Linked DNA regions of Mus musculus: regions 2, 3, 4 and 5 are each linked to region 1. The links are chromatin contacts, called in public HiChIP or PLAC-seq maps. All regions are on one chromosome and are shown on one strand. Each heading gives the region's core, a stretch centred on a gene start, on an enhancer-like site or on the middle of the called end of the contact. The rest is flanking DNA. Distances are from core to core; before and after follow the strand shown. Region 1 has its middle 220 kb from the start of Pvt1. Region 2 has its middle 31 kb from the start of Gm22521. Region 3 has its middle 9.7 kb from the start of Gm22521. Region 4 has its middle 12 kb from the start of Gm22521. Region 5 has its middle 180 kb from the start of Gm24696.

What was found. HiChIP or PLAC-seq counts read pairs in DNA pulled down with a chosen protein or histone mark.
Region 2: a BATF HiChIP or PLAC-seq map of CD8 T cells shows a contact between it and region 1, with 17 read pairs. The contact joins two enhancer-like sites. A contact is called at or near these places in 1 of 484 Hi-C or Micro-C datasets (embryonic stem cells) and 1 of 115 datasets of contacts at active chromatin or transcription factors (CD8 T cells).
Region 3: a contact with region 1 is called in a BATF HiChIP or PLAC-seq map of CD8 T cells, with 9 read pairs. The contact joins two enhancer-like sites. A contact is called at or near these places in 1 of 39 promoter capture datasets (3T3-L1-derived adipocytes), 9 of 484 Hi-C or Micro-C datasets (B cells, CD4 T cells, CD8 T cells and 6 more) and 2 of 115 datasets of contacts at active chromatin or transcription factors (CD8 T cells and large pre-B cells).
Region 4: a BATF HiChIP or PLAC-seq map of CD8 T cells shows a contact between it and region 1, with 5 read pairs. The contact joins two enhancer-like sites. A contact is called at or near these places in 1 of 39 promoter capture datasets (3T3-L1-derived adipocytes), 5 of 484 Hi-C or Micro-C datasets (CD8 T cells, Th1 cells, brown adipocytes and 2 more) and 1 of 115 datasets of contacts at active chromatin or transcription factors (CD8 T cells).
Region 5: a BATF HiChIP or PLAC-seq map of CD8 T cells shows a contact between it and region 1, with 6 read pairs. The contact joins two enhancer-like sites. A contact is called at or near these places in 1 of 484 Hi-C or Micro-C datasets (B cells) and 2 of 115 datasets of contacts at active chromatin or transcription factors (CD8 T cells and pancreatic cancer cells).

Annotation. Positions count from the first base shown.
Region 1 is chr15:62,260,261-62,263,142 of GRCm38.p6, reverse strand. No RefSeq gene overlaps it. Among named protein-coding and RNA genes, the nearest start is that of Pvt1, 220 kb to the right of the region's middle. Within about 2 kb of position 1,447, at least 79 of the 459 cell types and tissues checked have an H3K27ac peak or open chromatin away from gene starts, as enhancers often do. A contact at or near this core is called in CD8 T cells, the CH12 cell line and Th1 cells, where this site is marked.
Region 2 is chr15:62,822,674-62,825,511 of GRCm38.p6, reverse strand. No RefSeq gene overlaps it. Among named protein-coding and RNA genes, the nearest start is that of Gm22521, 31 kb to the right of the region's middle. Within about 2 kb of position 1,466, at least 41 of the 459 cell types and tissues checked have an H3K27ac peak or open chromatin away from gene starts, as enhancers often do. A contact at or near this core is called in CD8 T cells, where this site is marked.
Region 3 is chr15:62,801,531-62,804,230 of GRCm38.p6, reverse strand. No RefSeq gene overlaps it. Among named protein-coding and RNA genes, the nearest start is that of Gm22521, 9.7 kb to the right of the region's middle. Within about 2 kb of position 1,265, at least 12 of the 459 cell types and tissues checked have an H3K27ac peak or open chromatin away from gene starts, as enhancers often do. A contact at or near this core is called in CD8 T cells and the CH12 cell line, where this site is marked.
Region 4 is chr15:62,779,640-62,782,339 of GRCm38.p6, reverse strand. No RefSeq gene overlaps it. Among named protein-coding and RNA genes, the nearest start is that of Gm22521, 12 kb to the left of the region's middle. Within about 2 kb of position 1,364, at least 12 of the 459 cell types and tissues checked have an H3K27ac peak or open chromatin away from gene starts, as enhancers often do. A contact at or near this core is called in CD8 T cells and Th1 cells, where this site is marked.
Region 5 is chr15:61,539,630-61,542,329 of GRCm38.p6, reverse strand. No RefSeq gene overlaps it. Among named protein-coding and RNA genes, the nearest start is that of Gm24696, 180 kb to the right of the region's middle. Within about 2 kb of position 1,294, at least 70 of the 459 cell types and tissues checked have an H3K27ac peak or open chromatin away from gene starts, as enhancers often do. A contact at or near this core is called in CD8 T cells, where this site is marked.

The sequences.
Region 1 (2,882 bases), core at 198-2,697:
TGCTCTTCTCTGTAGATTATCTCATTTTTCTCTGCCACATTGCACCAAAGCCCTTGGATTTCTGGGCTTCCACTCTTCTAAGCAAACCTTTGTTTGAGTGTTCCCAGTCCCAAGGCACACACACTGACCCTGCTCCAGTCCCTTCTTTAGACCATTCTCCACTCAGAAGCCACAGTGATTTTAAAATAAAAGCCTGGTGTCTCTCAAACCTGTGGGCCCACCTCCCCTTTCCCTGCATTGCCAGCTCCTTCAAACCTTGGCTTGACTATCCTGTCCCCAGAAAGAGACTCAGTTGAAGCCCATGCCAAGTGGATGTGTTCTGCTTTAATTCTCTTTCCCTTCATTGCTTATCTTTGTTCTTCTTAAACCCAAGTTAGTTATCTCCTTATGTTTCATCTGAAATTTGACTCGGATCTGTGTCCGCCACTGGCCACATGCTCAGCCGAGCAGAGCCTCATCCATCTTGTGTCATCGTGTCGATCACCAGAACCAAGCTGGTGGTGAACCAAGAGCAGGTGTCCAGGTGCTATTTAAATAAATGCACATTTGCATAAATATGTAAAATATTTAACAAGACTTTTTAAAGAAAGAGGAAAGGAAAAAGGAAGGAAGAAGAAAGAGAGGGAAGGAAAGGAGAAGGGAGAGGAAGAAGAAAATAAAGACAAAAGTTTAAAAGGAGGGAGGAAAGGGTAGGGAGGTGAGGGGGAAATGAGGAAAGAAGGAAGAAGGGAAGCAAGGAGAAAAAAGTAGAAAAGAAAGGAGGCTAATTTTGCTTATTTGAATATTCTTTAGTGATTATATGTCACTCTTTTTTTATTGGTTATTTTATGTATTTACATTTCAATTTTTATCCCCTCCCCAGCTTCCCCTCTGCAAACCTCCTATCTCATTCCCCCATCTCCCCTGCTTCTATGAGGGTGATCCCCCCACCCACCCACCCACTCCTGCCTCACTACCTTAGCATTCCCCTACGCTGGGGCATCGAACCTTTACAGGACTAAGGACCTCCCCTCCCATTGATGCTCTATGTCACTCTTGAAAAAAGAAAAAAAAAAAGACTGACATTCTGTTTCTGTGTATAGAGAAAACTGAAGGAGGCTTCAAGGTCAGTCGAGGTGACTATCAAAGGGGAAAGCGTTGAGTAAAGAAGGCTTCCAGCAGAGGAAGGCCTGGAAAAAGGTGGTCCCTGCAGGCTGGGAGGACATTTCTTCTGCTATGTGTTCACAGTGACCTGGACAGTATCCCAAGAGCCACCCCTTTCAGAGAGAGAATGACAACATTCTGCCAGGATTCTTGAGAAGATTTGCTTGGCGGTCTCTGAAAGAGGTCTCTTGGATTCTATTTCCTTCATTCCAAAGTGTCCCTGGAAGCTCTCTGCCTCAGAAGACCCAGGAGGAGCATGTGGCTCTGTGTCACCATGTGTTACCATATTTGGATGATCAGAGGGAGAGGGCCTGGGAGGACAGCCAAACTGCTCTTTTCTGGGTGGCCCTAAGTGAGTCACTTTACCTCAGAACTCTAGCTGCATGTAAACTGGAGTTCTGATTCTCTCTCCCCGTATACCTCTAAGAGGGCAAGGGTAAAGATATTGCTTTCTAGAAAGCAGCCACTCACAAACACCAGCAATACAAGTTCTGCGGGACTAGAATCAAGTGCAGGAGTTCATGCCTGTGCTAGGAGTAAAAACAAAACAAAACAACAGTGTTCTTGCTCACAGGTCCAGGACCTCTGAAGTTCCATGGCCAGGGCAGAAGCACAAGGGATCCTACTCTCAAGGACCTCTCATTGGAAGCTATTAGCCTACCGGCAAAAGTGTTCTCAGAGTAAGCCACCCTCTACACACTCAGAAACAGTTCTAGATCATTTACAATGGACCACAAATGAGACAGAGAAAGCTCACTGATCACCTGAAAATCTTGACTGGCCAACCAAGCTAAGCCTTGAGCTTGGCTCCTTCCCTGAGTCTCAGATATGGGGTTCTCAGTGAGTTCTGTAGGCTATAGATATCCCTGTGTAGTCTTGTGCTAGAGGTGGAGGAACTTGAGAGCTTATTATTCTCTGGATGGGGGAAAAAAGAAAAAGAAAATTGTCTAATAGCTATATTATGCTGTGACTCTGACCCATAGGATTGCTTGGCTAGCAACAGGACAAGCAGCCTCCAGGACCAGATCTCAAGGTACTTCACAGATGCTTCTTAGCCTAGGAAGATGTCCCTCACTAGGCCAGAAACAAGGTCCTACCTAATTAGCTCTCAGTGGTGGCTGTTGACCATTATAGAGATTAAGAGCACATAGCAGAGATCTTTTTAAACGTCTCACATCTAAACTATAGTAAAGATTCTAAATGTTATCTAACAACTCTGTTGTGCTCTGAGCAATAGACATCTCATGCTTCAGCCACCATGAGAACCAGATTAGTGGACATTGTTGTGGCCATTTTAATGATGGGGGAGTTGACTCCAAGAAGACCAAGGTGCCATTTGGGATGCTGGAAAAGAAGAGCACTCTGTATATTCTCTATTCTCTCCTGGACTCTGTCCTGGACTTCCTAGCATCCCAGCCTTTGAATCTATGAAGTAGACTCTACTGTGTTATGTCCATTTTAGTTCCCTGGCCCTCTTATAGGGCATAAGGTCAGTCCCTAAAGAAAAGGCCAGCAGTTAACAGGTGGGTTCAGTTTCTCTTTAGACAGAAATGAAAGTAACACCTTACAAGGGAGAACAGGGCCAGGACAGAGTTAAAAGGACAAAATAAAGTGACGATGAAACTCTAACTATCATAGAGAAAGCAAGCAAAATATGGACCTCAAGGTGACCAGCTCACTTCTGATTTCTGACTTATAATTGCCCCAAGCACCTGCGCAAGAAAAAACAAAATCCATGA
Region 2 (2,838 bases), core at 217-2,716, 560 kb before region 1:
CCTTTTTGATGTTCCCTGCAAGTGAATGAATGTCAGGGAAAGGGCCCTTTCCTTTTAGTGTGAACTGCTTCTGAAGGCACTGAAGGTCTTCTAGCGCTGGAGAAATCTCAAGAAAGGAAGTCTCTGTAGTCATTTGTTGTTCAGCTCTGAATTATCCAAAGCACTTGAATGTGGTACTTTGCCGAACTCTAGTGAGACTACGTGCAAATGAGGTTTCAAACGTTTCCAAAAAAATAAAATTAGATCACAATTGGTAACAATTTCCATCACCTAGAGAGCTAGGCAGTGGAAGAATAGGCCATCGTTTTGTACATGCGCATGTGGTAGCTTTCTGGGAAGAACATAAGAATCATCCTTTATAACCCACATAAAACACTTGTCTCCGTTTCTGTTCTTTCATTCTGCCCTGTTTCCTACCTTCATGACTCAGACCTTTTCCTGCTCCAAATGTATTGTACAGAGATGAACTTGACTAATAAACAACACATATTACAGGACAGTGCATGAAAAGAGATTGAGACAACATGTTATGGAAATTATTATCCTGAGAAGCCATAAAAATCCACACGCATCCATCCTGTGATAACTATGTGCTAAGTCACTGGGGAAGTATACTGTGTTTTCTTTATGAAACTGAACCGCTTTGAAGCCAAGGAAATAACTTCACCACATCTAACTCATAAGCAATTCTTTTGCCATACAATACATTTGGCCTGAATTAGCCTCCTAGGGCTGCTAGTCAACAAATGGTTTAAAAATAGACAGGCTTTGTCTCACAGTTAGATGTGTTCAGTGTCTAAGGTGTAGGTGTCAGCAATGTTAGATGTTCTGAGGACTGTGCAGCAACTTTGGCTCCACTTTTCTCCCTGAAATTCCTCTGGTTTTACTGATTATATATATGTATGTGTATATGTACATATACATATATACACATGCATTCATATACATATACATGTATATATTTAAAATTCCTTTGCCTGTGGATGCCACCTTCTTACAGGTTGAAAGTATTTAGAAGTTAGGAGAGAATAGAAAAACTCATCTTATTCAAAAACATTGTGTGGTGATCATATCCTCTTTTGACTCTATTTTTTTTTTCATGAAACTAAAATACAGCCTCACTGGCTCAGAGTGAAAGTGGAGTGTGGTAAGGATGTTTCTGTAAGCAGCCATGTATAAAGACAGAGAATTTTAAAGAGAGAAGGAAATAAGGAGGAAGTGTAAGAGATAATTGATTCAAAGAAAGGAAAATACTTAGCACTGGTGAGAAGGTAGTAGGAAGGTGGGTAGTTGTTTACCACATGCTTCTTTGAGTTACATGTGGCTGTAATACATGACAGAAATACAATTCAGAAAATGCTATTTCCTAGAAATGCACTTGGCCTTTCCTCTGCAGGGGTGTGAGAGAGAGCACCAGATGTTAGGGTTTGTCTACCCTAGTGTTCATGCATTGGTCTTCACCACTGTCCCTGGAAAGGAAATTATGGTAGATGAGGTAATCAAAGAGGAAGTGGAGTTGTATTTGGTCTGTGACACTCTCGAATGCCCATTGTTATTCTGTGACCTGATCTCAGAAACCTATCTGTGAACCTGTTGACCAAAGCAAGAGGGCTTAAGATGTCCACTATGCCCCATTTAGAGGCACATTACCAGCCAATATGCCCTCTTCAAGTAGGGACACATTGACATTAACTTTTAAAATGTATCTCCTCTGTTATTCTAGTCTTGATGCTAAAGATGTCCACTTTTTATTTTTTAACGACAGTTCCATGGTGGAGGATTCCAGAGTGTCATGATTTTGTTTCTCTATAACCGTCTTCATCTATGCATTCATTTGTCTGACATTCTCTGAATATGTGTGTGATAATTTTAATTACTACTGATAAAGCTATTTGATATGAATTATCTTGCAATCAGACATATAGAGTTGTAAATTATCTAGGGAAAATGTTTTTTACTATTATAAATTTAAAGAATTTAGACAGCAGTTTGTGTAGAAATTATTTATTCAATAAAAATCTTTATATTGTGTTAATGGGACTAGAAAATAACAATAAGATATTACACATGTGCTAGATGCTTATAATACTCTCAACATACATTGAAGAGTGTACAAGTGAAATATCCCATTTGGCTTGTTAGAAGTCCTACTGAAGAGACATAAATTAGGACAAGATGTGATGGATAAGCAAGCAAGAGGTAGTGTGAAGGGGAGATGCTGATAAAACTCATTACCCAGCAGTATAAAGGAGAAAAAAGACTCAGATTAATGAGAGGACACAGGAAGAAGAAAAGGGCATGAGACACAGCTGGCATATTAGAAAGAAATAGAATTATAAAACTAACCCAAATCCATAGCATAGCTGGTTTATATTCTGAAAATAAAAGGACACAGTGTATAAGAGAGTCACAGTCAGAAATGTAGCTAAAAGATCAGATTCGCTAAGAGAACAGGAGGGAGGAGAAGGAGAGCAGATGGGTGAAAACTAGTTAGAATACTTTGGAGATTCCATGGTATTTTGAAACAAAATTATGACCACAAAGTTCTAACTATGTAACCAGATTTAGAGGGAATGTTATGCTGATATTTTACTAATAATTGGATATACCCTTGAGGATGAAGGAGATGCCCAATATGATTGATGGATAGTTGGAAATGCTATCTAGTGAGATAATGACCAGAGAAATATATAGCTGATAACTGGGAGGGGTGTTTGGGTACATTGGCTTGGAGTTATCTATGAAACACTCAGACATCTATGCTATACCAGTGATTGGATATCTAGGTAGGGATCTCGATCTTAATAGAAGAGACTTAATTTTGCAATGTGAGTCTGA
Region 3 (2,700 bases), core at 16-2,515, 540 kb before region 1:
AGGGACATGAAAACACTCTGCCATTCGGTGGTATTTCTGTCTAGTAGTCTCAGTCTGGAAATCTGCTCTCTAAAGAAATTTCAAAAGTAGTTTCTCTTGAAAAGTAATTAGGGAGCCAGATTTTTTAATGCTTTCCATTTATTTGTAGAAAGAGAGTGTTTTTTTAGTTTACTTACTTATTATTATTTTTCAAACGTGCTCATTCCCAGTTTCCTCTCTGTAAACATCTCATTCCATCTTCACTTTCCTTTGCCTCTAATAGGGTACTCTCCCACCCACCTACCCAATCCTGCCTCACCTCTTTAGCACCCTCCTTCGATGGTACAACAGGCCTCCAGAAGACCAAGCATCTCTGCTCCTGTTGATGCCAGATAAGGCAATCCTCTCCTACATATGTAGTGGGAGCCATGGACTTACCCATGTATACTCTTTGCTTGGCTTGGTCCCTGGAGAGACCAGTTAGTTGATACTGTTTTTTTCCCCCTATAGGGTTGCAGTCCCCTTCAGCTCCTTCAGTCCTTCCATAACTTTATTTCTTATACAGTATGTCTGAAATATTTCTTCCATTTGAGGTATTGATTAACTACTTTTCAACATGAAAAAAAAAAACCTTAAATTCCTTAGATGTCAATCTTCTAAAGGTAACTTAAACATCACAGGCGGGGAGAGTTAGTATATTACTGAAGGCAATGCACTGAAGTTGGGGCTCAAGATACCCAACAGAAATGACTGTTCTGTTCCTAGCATCGCTTCGGTTCTATATTTTCGTCAGCTTCTGTACCAGTTTCCTATCAGATTCTTTTGTTTTTGATGAAAGCCAGCTTTGAAATTTTGCCATCCCAAATTACTTGGATACTTAACTGATTACTGAGAGGCAGTCAAATGGAAGTTGGTAATCTGTGCCAAATTACGAAGACAGTGATCAGAACTAGGGACACTCTCAGAACAAGGATGCTCCAAAGATCCAAAGAGCCGAGTTACCTTTTCTAGAGCTAAGGGTTTGGATTGATCATTTTCAAATGACTGAAGAAATGCTTTGTTTAAAAAGAAAAAAAAAAAACAGTAAATTGAGCATAAAGGTAGAATTTAGGTGTCCTTGTGAAACAAGAGAGACACCTGCTTTGGGAAAAACTGGAGAAAGAACCTCAAAGTCATAGGGAGGTTTAGAGCAAATGCTGTTTGGCATAGAATGGATGTGGTGAGTACCAACAGGCATGCTCCTACCTGTGGAATACAGACTGCTTGGCCACTTGGTGGAGGTGTTGGAGAAGGTATTATGTATCACCATAGAGTTGAGCTCTGTGACCTGACAGTGCCTTTGAACTCTGAAATATTATAAGCCTACAAATTTAAATCTAGTCTATTCTGGCTGAGGAGCTTTGCAGGGTAAGGTGGAACTTTCAGTAAAAGAAAAACAAAATCCAAAGAAATGGTCTTTAATACCAAAAGACTAGAATCACTGAATGTTGTAGCTAACACAGAACTTACCAGAGGTCTCCTCAACTGCCCCTCACTCTAAAAATGCTCATGCACAGGCCTTGAGAGTTTAAATGACCTAAGCAAACTGACATCATGTGGGAGTTCAGATTTCAAATGAGAGTTGAGATAAATATACATATGTTCCACAGAACTCTTCCAGGAAACTCTATTTTAAGAGAGCTGTAATAATCCACTCTTCCAATATTTTGTTTACATATAAAGCACACTTGGCTCTTTTTGTTCAATTTGTCAATGATTCATGATAATCAAAGGGTTGAAAAGCTCATTGGAAATTGTCTTTACGTCCAATGATACCTTTACGTTTCTGAGAAAAGTTTAGGAGCTTGTGCAAGCTTGTTTTTTCTCCTTCTGTAACAAGACAGTCTAAGAAAAACAAACTTAGTGGGTGGGTGAAAATATTTGTTTGATTTATACTTCCAGGGTATAGTCCATAATTGAGTAAAGTCAGGGTAGAAACTGAAGCCATAGAGGAGTACTACTTACTGGTTAAGTCTCTGGCTTCCTCATCTGCCTAAGGATAGTGCCATTCACTGTACTGGATTTTCTCATTCTGATTATTAACCAAGACAATCTGTCACAGATAAAACAACAGACTCACTCACCTGATGCAAGGAAATTCTTCAGTTTCAGCGTTTCAAGGTGAATTTAAGTGCTATTAATAAAAATAATAAACAATAAACTAAACAGGACAGGAGTGGATCAGTAAATTAGCAAGATTTTTAGAATGGCTCCAGACAATCATTCCTAAATTTGCCTGGAAAGACAATTTGTAGGGTCCTTAGGGGGGATTGAAATGAGCTTGAAGAATCTGATTACAGGTAACAGTCATCCTCTCTTGGCATACAGCCAACCTAAAAGCCTTTGAATAACTTCCCATACTCACAATGGGGTAGAGGATGGAGGCTGTACCAGCGATTTCTCATTGTGAGAGCTTTGAGAAAAGTTCCTACCACAAGCACCTTTGTGGATTTGTAAAACAGCCAAAAGCAATCCAAATAACCGTGATGGGATAATCCTGGAAATATCTTTAAAACACCAACTTTGAAATAAATTGAGAAGATTACACAGAGTCCTAAAAGTCTCCACACTAGAGGGAAATGGTCAGTCTGTTCTGGGTCCCCTAGTTCTAATGTGAGTTCACATCTATAGGCACTGAACTCCTGAATCCAATGCTACTTATACTAACTTACTCAGTGAAAG
Region 4 (2,700 bases), core at 115-2,614, 520 kb before region 1:
TTGGAGACTGAAAAGGATCAATGCAAGAGTTTGCTCCATTTTTAGTTTCCATTTACCCTTTATCAGGGACAAGAGAGCGGTATTTCCAGATTCATTTTCACTAAGAAGCAGCATGGGAGAGTCATTTTATAGCTATGTACTTGAACCAAAATACATAAGGAGCTGGAATACCTACACTATTCTTTGAAAGAAAGTGCCCAACCCATGGCAGATGATGATGGTGATGACAATGACAATGATGATGACAATGATCGTGACAATGACAAGAACACTTTTTTGTGTGAAATTACTGAGAACAAGAATTGTATTTCACCAATAACAAGAAGTAATTAGCCCGAATCATGTCTAAAATATTGTGGTACATACATTTCTAAGGCTAGGAGAGTAGACTAAATTATCCAGAAAAAAAAAAATACCTGAAGAGAAAACATTTCCAACTTCAAAAAAAAAAAATGTCAAATGAAATTGAGAGTCATATAGATCCTGAAGATATATTTTGTATATTAATGGACAGATACAGTGAGAAACATAAACTTTAGTATCTCCATTAGGTTCTGGTGCCAAGATCATACTTTCGATTTTTTTAACCTATTAGTCACTTTTCTAAACATGAAAAAGTGGTGTTCTTATATACCTTAGGACTTTAATATGCTAATATACTTTAAGTCTTCCATCCCCACCCTACCACCTGCCATACTGTCAAAGGCTTCTAAAGGTACTGCCATCCAGCATTTATATAAAGAGTATTCTGGGGTCCCCTCTTCAGTCGAAGAACATCCTAAATCACAGATACAGCATCATTTTTTTAAAGGCAGCATGGAGGTGTCTTTATAAACCATAAACTTGTTTTGATGGCTTCTATCGCCAGAGGAGGATAAAGGAAAACGGGTGTTGGGAATATTAAGATTTAAAAGCTCAGTACTTTACTCCCCCCCCCCTTGTCAAAACTGAGTTTTATTAGCAGATGAGCTTTGAAGTATCTCAAGGGGAGAGCAGTAGTAATGGAGGCTGAACAAGAAAAACAAATGCATTTCCCAGGTTTCATCTGAGTGGATATGTCCCCAACATACACAAGTACTAAATAGCAAGTAGTCATGCATCACCATACATATTTTGGAATCCTTTTATTTTGAGAGCAAAACAGGTGTTTAGAATAATCACTAGCTCAAAGGCCTGGAAATGGGAGAAAGCCACAGTTTCACTGCTTTGAAAAAAAAAATCAATTGCTCAGAGGGGGAAAATAGCAGATTAAAATTTTATGCCATAATTTTACAATTGATCATCAGTGCCACGGAGAGCATACTATGAAGTTTATTTTCCAACCACTGGAAAAATGAGATGTGTCTTGAAAGATGGTATTTTTAGCATAAGTGACTGTGTGGTTAAATATAGATTTTTGTTTCACTTTCTTCCAACTGTGAATGTGATTGTGTTCATATGCTTGGGAAATTTGCATATAATGTATGCTATTTGTATCATAGCCAAATCACTTGAATTTAAGCTACACTGCTGGCTGAAATGGAAATGTAGCCCACAGAGATAAATATACTTATCATTCATTTCTTAAGGCTCAAAACCCAAAAGAATATCTTCCATAATTTGTGAATTCACCCATCTGGCAAATTTGCCAATAATTATCTAGTTCTTCCTTCTAGAAAAGCCAGCCACTGGATAAGGAGCAATAATTGTGGTCTGCAGCTTGTGAGAAAACAGAAGATTAAATCCAAAATGTTTGTGACTGCCTATAATATTTCTGAGAAAGTCTGATCTAAAACAAAACAAAACTGATTTATTCATCAAATTTCAGTAGTAATAAAGCCGTATCCACAGCCAGAGCCAGAGCCATATCCACAGCCAGAGCCAGAGCCATATCCACAGCCATAGCCAGAGCCATATCCACAGCCATAGCCATATCTTGAGCTGTATCCACAGCCTCACACACTGTAAAGTTCACCCTTGCAATAGAAATCATTTACTTTTACAGTTAATTAATTTATAGTTATTTTTACTATATTCACAAGTTTGAATTATCACCTTTATCCAACTATAGCCATTTTCATCATCTTAAAATGTATAGCTGACAATGAAAATTAATATGGAGGTTCTTAAAACAATAAAAAAGAAAATATCCATAGTTCTCAAAAGAATATACTCAAAAAGTAATATGAACTTCCTATAAGGATATCTTCATGCCCATGTGTCTTTATGCACTATCTACATCAGATCTGTAGAATCTGCCCAGTTACCCACTTGCAGATGAACTGATACAGAAAACATGGTGCATATGCCCAATAAAGCTTTGCTCAGCTGCTGAGGATAACGAAGCCCTATCATTTTTAGGAATGGAGATCATTATGTTAAGTGAGATAGGAAGTCCATAAAATAGACGTATCACGTGGTTCTTCCCATGTGTAGCCTCTGGGAGAGGAAAAGGGCCATGGTAATATAAAGGAGGAGGTGCTGTCAGAGATGTGGAAGTAGAAATAAGGTAAGGGAGTAATGAAGTGTAATGGGAGGGGAAAGTAGTTAAGACTAAAATAGAGCATACATATATGGAGATGTTAAGATTAAGTGCCATACTTAATATAATGAAAATTAAGGCCAGGGTTGGAAGCCACTCAATTGATAAGCATATTTGTCTAGGTGCATGAAGCCCTACGTCCTGTTCCCAATATTGCATAAGTTGGCGTGGTGGTGCTT
Region 5 (2,700 bases), core at 45-2,544, 720 kb after region 1:
AATACAGAGAAAGTCATTTGGCCCCACTTGCCTGAAACAGCAAAAGGAGGCCATGATATTTGCTGAGAAGCCACACATTCCCAACCCTATTTCGATCCAGAAACTTGCCTTTTTCCAACTGACAACATGAAGTTTTAAGACTGGTGTCGGTCGTGTGACTTCAGATAATGGCTCTATATTTAGGAGTTTTGTTCCAAATATAATCGTATTCCGATGGCCAGTGAGAGTTTATTTATTTATGAAAATGAGGACCCAGCACCTTTTGAAATCAATCCCTTTATGCAGTAGCCTGTATGTGCCCATACACATCACCCTGAAAAATAACCCCAGAGAGGCTGTTTCACCAGGAAAAGTCATAGGCTGAGATGGTTAATTTCAAAGCAGCATTTATTTTCTGCTAGTTTAGAACATGTGTCCCTCAGGAGTAGCTTTCTGCCTGCAGCAGAAATGCTGATGTGCGGATTGTGTAATGTCAGCCCTCCTGTGTACCCCACTCTGTGTGTCATTCCTCACAGCAGGAGGCAACCAGCCCTCCCCTCACCATTCGCTGCCTTGCTCGATTCTGAGAACCGAAAATTATTTCTGCCAAGAGTGGAATGAAATATACATAGGACATATTCCCAAGTAGATAAGTTTATTTCTGAGGTACAGCATGGGAGAAAAACAGTGATGAGATTTTCTTCCTTCCTTCCTTCCTCCCTTCCTTCCTCCCTTCCTCCCTTTCTTTCTTTCTTTCTTTCTTTCTTTCTTTCTTTCTTTCTTTCTTTCTTTCTTTCTTTCTTTCTTTCTTCCTTCCTTCCTTCCTTCCTTCCTTCCTTTCTTTCTTTCTTTCTCTCTCTCTCTCTCTCTCTCTCTTTCTCTCTCTCTCTTTCTTTCTTTCTTTCTTTCTTTCTTTCAAGAAAGGAAGAAAGGCCTTTTTCCCCATCCCCCACTCTGAACGCCTTCCTGTCTATGTTTATGTTTGCTGGAGGCCTCTTTTAGCCAACCTTACTTCCTGGGCTGCTTTGAGAGACAGGAGAGAAGGGAGCTTAGCAAATGTTTCCGTGTTTGCTTTTTAAGCAAACTCAGGTAAAAGGGGGGCCCCATTCACACCAGTCCAACACAGCTTGTGGTGGCTGCATGGAGAAGAAATGAAACCCCAGAATGTCGCAGTCCTCACGACCTGCTATCTGCCCTTCTGATCAGAATGTGACTCCTGATTGATTTTGAGGAAAATTCTTAAAGGCTTGAGCTATTTGCAGCCTTCCTTTTCTCACAGAGTTTGCTCAAGGGTATCTGGTCACATGACTTCTGATTCACGCTCTGCTCCTACTTCCTCTTTCTCAGGTGCCGAACCTCAGAGGGCTCATGACTGTCATATCCCTAAACAGGGATATTCCAACAGGCCAACACCTGTTAGTGAAGTCCTTCCCACCCGTTAGGCCAGAGAGGAGCAGAAAGCACAGAGCAAAGCTTGTCCTTGCCTTTCATCCTGCTCCAGATACGTGCATGCCCACTCCAACCAACATAGGGCAAGTCACAAGACACGTGGCCAAGAGCTTTCAGTATGGGCTTGCGACTTTACCTCCCTAGGGTTCAGGTTTTGTCTACTTATTAAATGGACTAAATACCTCGCTCTTGTTATTTTCTATTTTACAGGGCTGACACGTGAACTAAGTTACATAATGGTTGTGGATGGAGAATGCCTTGTATAAAACGTGCCCCACCCCTGCTAGAATCAGGTCTGAGAACAGTAGAATGGCAGGTTTTCACCCTAACACTTGCTTTGTATTAGGATCGCATAAAGCAGAGTGGAAACACACACACACACACACACACACACACACACACACACACACACACACACACAATATCCTGGTCTCATCTGCAGAGCTGTTTGGTTAGGTTTTAATATTTCTTAGTTGATTATTATAATTTTTGTATAGTCAAGTTTAGAAATTGGTGGTGAATAGGTTAGGAAGCCAGAGGACCAGGGGTCTCTTCTGGTGATCATCTGCTCTCTTCCTGCCTCCTGTATCTACTCAGTCTTGGTGTTGTGTAATTGTCTGCCTTCCCTGAAGGATCAGGAGTCTGAAAGTAGTGCTTGTTTTTCGTTTTGTTTTGTTTTGTTTTTTTGTTTTTTTGTTTTTTTTGAGACAGGGTTTCTCTGTATAGCCCTGGCTGTCCTGGAACTCACTTTGTAGCCCAGGCTGGCCTTGAACTCAGAAATCTGCCTGCCTCTGCCTCCCGAGTGCTGGGATTAAAGGCGTGGGCCACCACCATCCAGCCAGTGCTTGTTCTTTTACCATAGAATACTCCACAGCACCTAACAGCTCTGGTATCTTGGGACAGTAGAGTTTATCTCAGGATGTTGTCCAAATGGACGGTGTTGGGTCTTTGACAAGGACTTATTTTGAGTCTACTACTAATTTATTGGCATGTCTAAGACCCTAATTTTGTCTTACTCATTCCAAAGATCTTTTGTTGAGAGATTTGAAAGCTTTAGGGATTCAAGTATTTGCATAGCATTGTGCTTAGATTCTGGATCCAGTTCAGTGGGGGACCAGATTTGTATAACCAGAACACACTAGTTTAGTTAATGCTTCTTACATTTTAACAAACTCACCGAGTTACCTAAGGATCTTCTTAAAGGGTACATGCCATTTCTGTAGCCTGAGATGAGGAATTTTTAATAAGACCCTTTGTCACATCAATTTGGCC